Regions from separate parts of the Sus scrofa genome. Here region 1 is linked to region 2. Evidence: chromatin contacts called from public HiChIP or PLAC-seq data. All regions are on one chromosome and are shown on one strand. The core of a region is the stretch at or near the end of the contact, and the rest is flanking DNA. Distances in the headings are between cores, read along the strand shown. Region 1 holds the start of LOC100624950 (cytochrome b561 domain-containing protein 1). Region 2 holds the start of AMPD2 (AMP deaminase 2).

The links. HiChIP or PLAC-seq counts read pairs in DNA pulled down with a chosen protein or histone mark.
Region 1: an H3K27ac HiChIP or PLAC-seq map of alveolar macrophages shows a contact between it and region 2. The contact joins the promoter of LOC100624950 here to the promoter of AMPD2 in region 2. A contact is called at or near these places in 2 of 5 promoter capture datasets (fetal liver and liver), 3 of 47 Hi-C or Micro-C datasets (embryonic fibroblasts, retroperitoneal adipose tissue and skeletal muscle) and 1 of 2 datasets of contacts at active chromatin or transcription factors (alveolar macrophages).

Annotation. Positions count from the first base shown.
Region 1 is chr4:110,634,562-110,637,261 of Sscrofa11.1, reverse strand. It overlaps LOC100624950 (cytochrome b561 domain-containing protein 1), which reads left to right and starts at 1,324. Exons shown (of 3, transcript XM_003355263.4): 1 at 1,324-1,567; 2 at 2,092-2,129; 3 at 2,687-2,700. The coding sequence starts at 1,420. ATXN7L2 (ataxin-7-like protein 2) reads left to right here. Exons shown (of 11, transcript XM_021090075.1): 11 at 1-29.
Region 2 is chr4:110,503,838-110,506,537 of Sscrofa11.1, reverse strand. AMPD2 (AMP deaminase 2) reads left to right here and starts at 1,415. Exons shown (of 18, transcript XM_021090067.1): 1 at 1,415-1,886. The coding sequence starts at 1,877.

The DNA.
Region 1 (2,700 bases), core at 75-2,574, 130 kb before region 2:
AAGAAAAAAAACTCTTTAAAATACCTCAAGACTGTCTCCCTGTTCTGTTGCTGCTAAGAAAATACAAAAACAAACATAGAGAAGGAAGCAAAGAAATGTAACAAAACGAGTGTCCTTACTGTCCCCATCCGCACCCCAGGAGGCTGAGATGATAGGCAGCCAGGCTCCAGCTCCCATCGCTTGCCTGCAGAAAAGTCTCTTAGGCTTGTACATTTTTTGTCCTTTAAAACTGTGGAAATGGCTGGGGGTGGAATCACTGTGGGAGTCTCAGGATGAGGAGGCATGTGCGGCTCCAGCTCTGAGTGAGCAACAGCCACAGGAACTACAGTCCCATTAGGAAAGGAGACCGGATGGGGGAGGGGAGCCACACCCCTGGCCCGGCTCTTGGATCTTTGCCTTGAGGGTCTGTGGGCATCAGCTTGTGGCTCTTCTCTGGTCTTTGAGCAACCCTAGGCCTCCATCCTGTCTCCACATTATTGCCTCACGTTTCTTCAGCTCTTCCTGCCTCTTGCTAGCAGCCTTATTTTCTCAGCCACTGGAGCTTAAGTGGGTAACTGCACCCAGGACGGCCTGCTTTGGTCCCTTTTTCTCCCTGACCTGTGGGTTTACCCATAAGGAAGGGGCGCAACCTCTTTAAGCCGAACCACACCTTTTTTGGAGGCAGGAAGGAAAAGGGTATGATCACATACAGAACTTCCCTTGATGTGGGAGGCAGCGGGCATGTGGGAGGCCCCAGTCCCTCAGGATCACCTGGCTCCCCAGGGCTGAGCAGATGGTGTGGAGGCGGCCAGCGCTGGGAGTGCCCTAGTTTTTCCATTTGTCTCACTGGGGACAACAACCACTGCGCAGATAGGGGATAGGACTGTTGCATGGCCCGCCTTTGGTCCTCAACCCTGAATTTACCAGGCACAGGGCACCAGATTCTAGCTTTATTCTTTCAGTCTTCTTACTTTTAAGCAGAGGGGAATCTTATTCCCTTAAGACGAAAGAAGGGATGATGGGAGACAGTGGCCAACCGGGGAAATTCAGTATTTCTGGAAAACTGCTCAAAACACGGGTTTCACACGCTTGGCCCAGTGTACCAGATTTGTGATGTGGGTGAAATCAGTTGTCATAAACATAATTTCCACAGGCTGCCTGAGACACCAGCCCCATAAGCCCTTGTAGACATCAAAATGCAAATGAGGCTGGCTGAAGGAAAGCGCTGGGCCGGGAGCTGTCCAGTCGCCTTCTGCCCTCGGGGCTCTCCGGGGCCGAGGCTCTTTCCCCCCAGCCCCCAGAGGGCGCTGTGGGCGCATCCGCCGTATTGCCGGCGGCGTCCTGGGGAGGAGCTTCTCCCGCAGCCAAGGCCGCCTCCGCGATCGCAAACCCGGAAGACGTGCCCCGGCAGCTGGGAGGGTGCGGCGGCCGGGGACCGCCATGCAGCCCCTGGAGGTAGGTCTGGTTCCCGCTCCGCCGAGGGAGCCGAGACTGACGCGTTGGCTGCGGAGAGGCTGTGGGATCTTGGCACACCTGGTCGCTTTGGGCTTCACCATCTTTCTGACTGTGCTGTCCCGGCCGGGAACCAGTGAGTGGGCACGGGGGCGGGGCCAGGGGACGGGGCGGAGCCGAGATGCTGGAGGGGCAGAGCCCGGGAGCGCTAGGAGAAGCGTGGAGTGGGGACCCTAGCAGTGGAGGGGCGGACTGTGGAAGGGTAGTAAGGGCGTGGTGGGGCGTGGCCCTGGGGGTGGGTCCTGGAAGGGTGGGGCTTTGGGTGCCGGGAGGAGAGGAGACGACTGAAGTGAACGGAATAAACTCACTAGTTCATCATAAGCGGAGCCCCTCACGGACGATCTAAGTAAAGGAGGGAGGCCACGATCTATTCTAGGACTTGGCTGATTGCTGCGAGGCGCTGAATTGGGAACTCGGGCCAAACTGGTTTGTTTGCCCTCTTGGTTGCTCCACTTTGTGCTGAGTTCCTGATTGCTGATTAGTGTTGGAGATAGTACACTGTGACTTTTCTTCTCCAGCCAGATTCTTTGGGCTCCAGCCGGCCAAACGCGGGCAGAAAGAATGGTGCCCAGCCGTCAGTCTGTTCTCTTTGATTCTTAGGTTTTTTCTCCTGGCACCCTGTATTCATGGCCTTGGCGGTGAGTTTGGGCTTCTTTCTGCAGGTGATTTGTTTGGATATTCCCCTAAGGAAGCATCCAGCCTTGAGAAGGCTCAGCCTTTCTAAGGCTCAGAGAGGTGGGGGAAATGGCCAGGGCCCCATCTTTCCCTGCAACTTAGGAGATCAGGGCACACAGAAGGCTGGGCTCTAGGTAGTGTCAGGTGGTTGAAGGGGGTGGAGGGCGTGGAAGACACCATTTTTTCTCTGCTAAGGCCTGAAAGGAGGAATTGGAAGGGTGTTCTCCAGTCGCTCCCGATCCCCAAAGTTCAGTAGGAAGTTTACCATTTGCCCTTCCCCTTGGTCAAGACGTGGGAGTCATTGTGGAGGGGGTGGGGAGGGGGCTGGATGTCAGCCTGAATCATTGAAGTGTGGATTCCCAATTCTGCCCAGAAATGCTGACCTGGGAGGCAGGGGGTCCTGGTGGGAGTTCTTAGCCCCCACCCTTTGTCCTCATTGTTTGAATATATGAGGGCACCTCCTTTTTCTTAGGCCTCCAAGCTGGGCCTGAGGCTCACTAGCCCTCTCCTATGTTCACAGTTCTGCCTCTGCAT
Region 2 (2,700 bases), core at 166-2,665:
GTCAATTTTCTATTGTACAGCAAAGTGACCCAGTCATATATACCTTCTTTTTCTCACATTATTCTCCATCACGCTCCATCACAAGTGACTAGATATAGTTCCCAGTGCTATGAGGCAGGATCTCATTGCTTATCCATTCCAAAGGCAATAGTTTGCATCTATTAACCCCAGACTCCCAGTCCATCCCACTCCCTCCTCCCTCTTGGCAACGTTTTTTTTCCTTTAATCTTTGCTAATTTGATGGGTAAACATGGTATCTTCTTGTTCTATTTTTGGTTTTATTGCTTCTTTGTGGGGTGAACTCCCTCCGTCCCTTTGCTTATGGAGGCCATGGCTTTTCCGGTTTGTTCTGGGTGAGGAGCAGGAGGTAGGGATCAATGGAGGCAGAACCATATGTAGGGAGAGAACAGGGTTCAGGGTTCACAATCCAGCCTGGAGAGGAGTGGGGGAGGCAGAGTTTGGGAGGGAATTTGGCTGTGGAGGTGGTGAGAACTGGGAGGAGCTGGGCAAACAGCATTAGTACAAGTGGGCGTGTGGGGTCAAAGGGCTCCCACGAGGCAAAGAGATCAGGAAAAGAGAAATTGCTGCTAATATGCTTAATTATGTCCAGAGACCTTATCAGGCCTTCTCCCCGCTGCAGCCGCCGCCCCACTGGCCCCCAGCTTTCCTTTAGGTAGGATCCTCTGCCACTTGTGAGTAGGGGTGCTGGTTGGGCGAGGTATCTGCAGTTCTTTACCGGCTGCAAGGTGAATGAACCGTGAGAGTGGCAACAGGGGACCAAGGCCAAGGACAGATCCATGATAACTATCATTAACTTAGTGGTAATTACAAGCCAAGCACTGTTCTAAGCACTTCACTTCTATTCATTTATCCTAAAAACAACCATCTAAAGCAGGGTCTCTCACACTCTTCTTACAGAGAAAATGAAAGCACAGAGAAGTTAATAACATCCCAGCGGCAGTCAGGAAGGAGTCTGGAATTGAACCCAGGCATTCTGGCTACAGAACCTACGCTCTCAACCAATAAATATAGAAATAAATGTGGGAAAGGGAGCCAGAATTGCAGGGCCCCCCCTGCCTAGCTCCGCCTGCCTGTGTAAGAAAACCGACGACCTAGATTAAGAACGCCGGCTAGGGCCTCTGCTAAAAGAGAATCCCAGAACAATAATAAGAGCTATCTTTTATTGGGCTCTGGCTTTGTGCCAGGCACCGTGCAAAGGTGTTTTAACGTTTAATCCTCACAATAACCCTTTTGAATGAGGCACCGCGATTACCCCATCTGATTTTACGGGTGAGGAAGCTGACGCACAGAACTTGCCCAAGACGCTGCCGGGCCGATGCCGAGTGGCTGCTGCCCACGTGGCTCCGGGAAGAGGAAAAAGGGCGGGGGCGGGGCCGGCTGGCGGGGGCGGGTCGGAAAGGGGCGGGGCCACGGACCCGGCGGGGCCGCAGAGACGCGCGCCGGCGCTGGCGAGGTTTCGGTGGGGTCACACTTGTTGCGTGACTCCCCCACAGTGCAGCTACCGGAGTCCGACCCCGCATACCCAGAAAGTGTGGAGAGAAACCCAGACGAGTTCCGGGTCCCGCTCTCTGGGGAGCACGTGGCCTGCCTGCCTCTCGAGTGCGGGGCCCGGGGGTGGGACTCCGGGGTCTCTAAGGCCGGTGCCGCGGCCCAGGTCGGCAGGGATCTGCCTCCCACCTGCCGGCAATTTTGAAGGACTGCTTTACTCCTTCCATCTTAGTGCCAGGGCAGGGGTCCTTAGAGCGACTTGGCGGGGTCTGGACCCCAGCCCTCTTCCCTTTCCTCGCCACCTGGCTTCCCGGCGGTGTAGACCCTGGCGAGCAGACTCCCCGGTACCGCACAGGGCTCGAGCAGCATGGCCTCAGGTGAGTGGGGTGTGGGGGGCAGGGTCTCTGGGACAGAGAAGAGCAGTGGTCAGAGTGACAAGAGGGTGGGCACAACCTGCAGACCTAGGGGAGGCAGCCAGCTTCTCCTGGGGGAGGGCCTGGACAGCAGAGCCTGAGCGTGGAAAGACAGAAGGGAAAGTCAGAAGCGGCTGGGGTCTCTTTACCAGACCCCCAGAAGCCCTTGCTTCGCAGCCTTCCTGCCTTCCTACAGGGTAGCTTCTGCTGGACAGTGGAATTTTCCTAAGACAGGCTCCTCCCTGCTGGGCTGGGATTCTCAGTTCGACCTCATCCTCCCAGAGGTGGGCTGGCCCTTTGGCCGGGTGGGGTGTGTGTGTGTGTGTGTGTCAGAGGATATGAGAGGACTCTGCTCCCAGAGGGGCTGGGTCTTCATAGAGTCCGCCTGCTCAGAAAGTGTTCTGAGCTTGGGGACCCCTCTTTATCATTATTTTTTTCTCCCAGGCTGGCTGGACCAGTTAGCCTGGACTTTGACTCTTTTGCTCCAGAGCCCTGGCAAGGGACAAGGGCTCGGATGGGGTTGGTGGAGTGCTAGGGCTGGCCCTGCCCCATCTCGTTGCCTCACCTCCACTCCGCAGGCCCAGCTATCCTCAGTCACGTCACTCTGTCACTCTGGGGACTGAGGAGAGGAGGGGATGGAGGCCCCCCCGCCCCCGAGGTTGCCTAGACAACATCAGAAATCGTGGCCAGGGCCTCTTCCGCTGGCGGGGCCTCTGCTTCCTGCATCAGTCACTCCCGCTGGGGGCGGGGCAGAGAAAGGGGTTGGATGTGGCAGAGC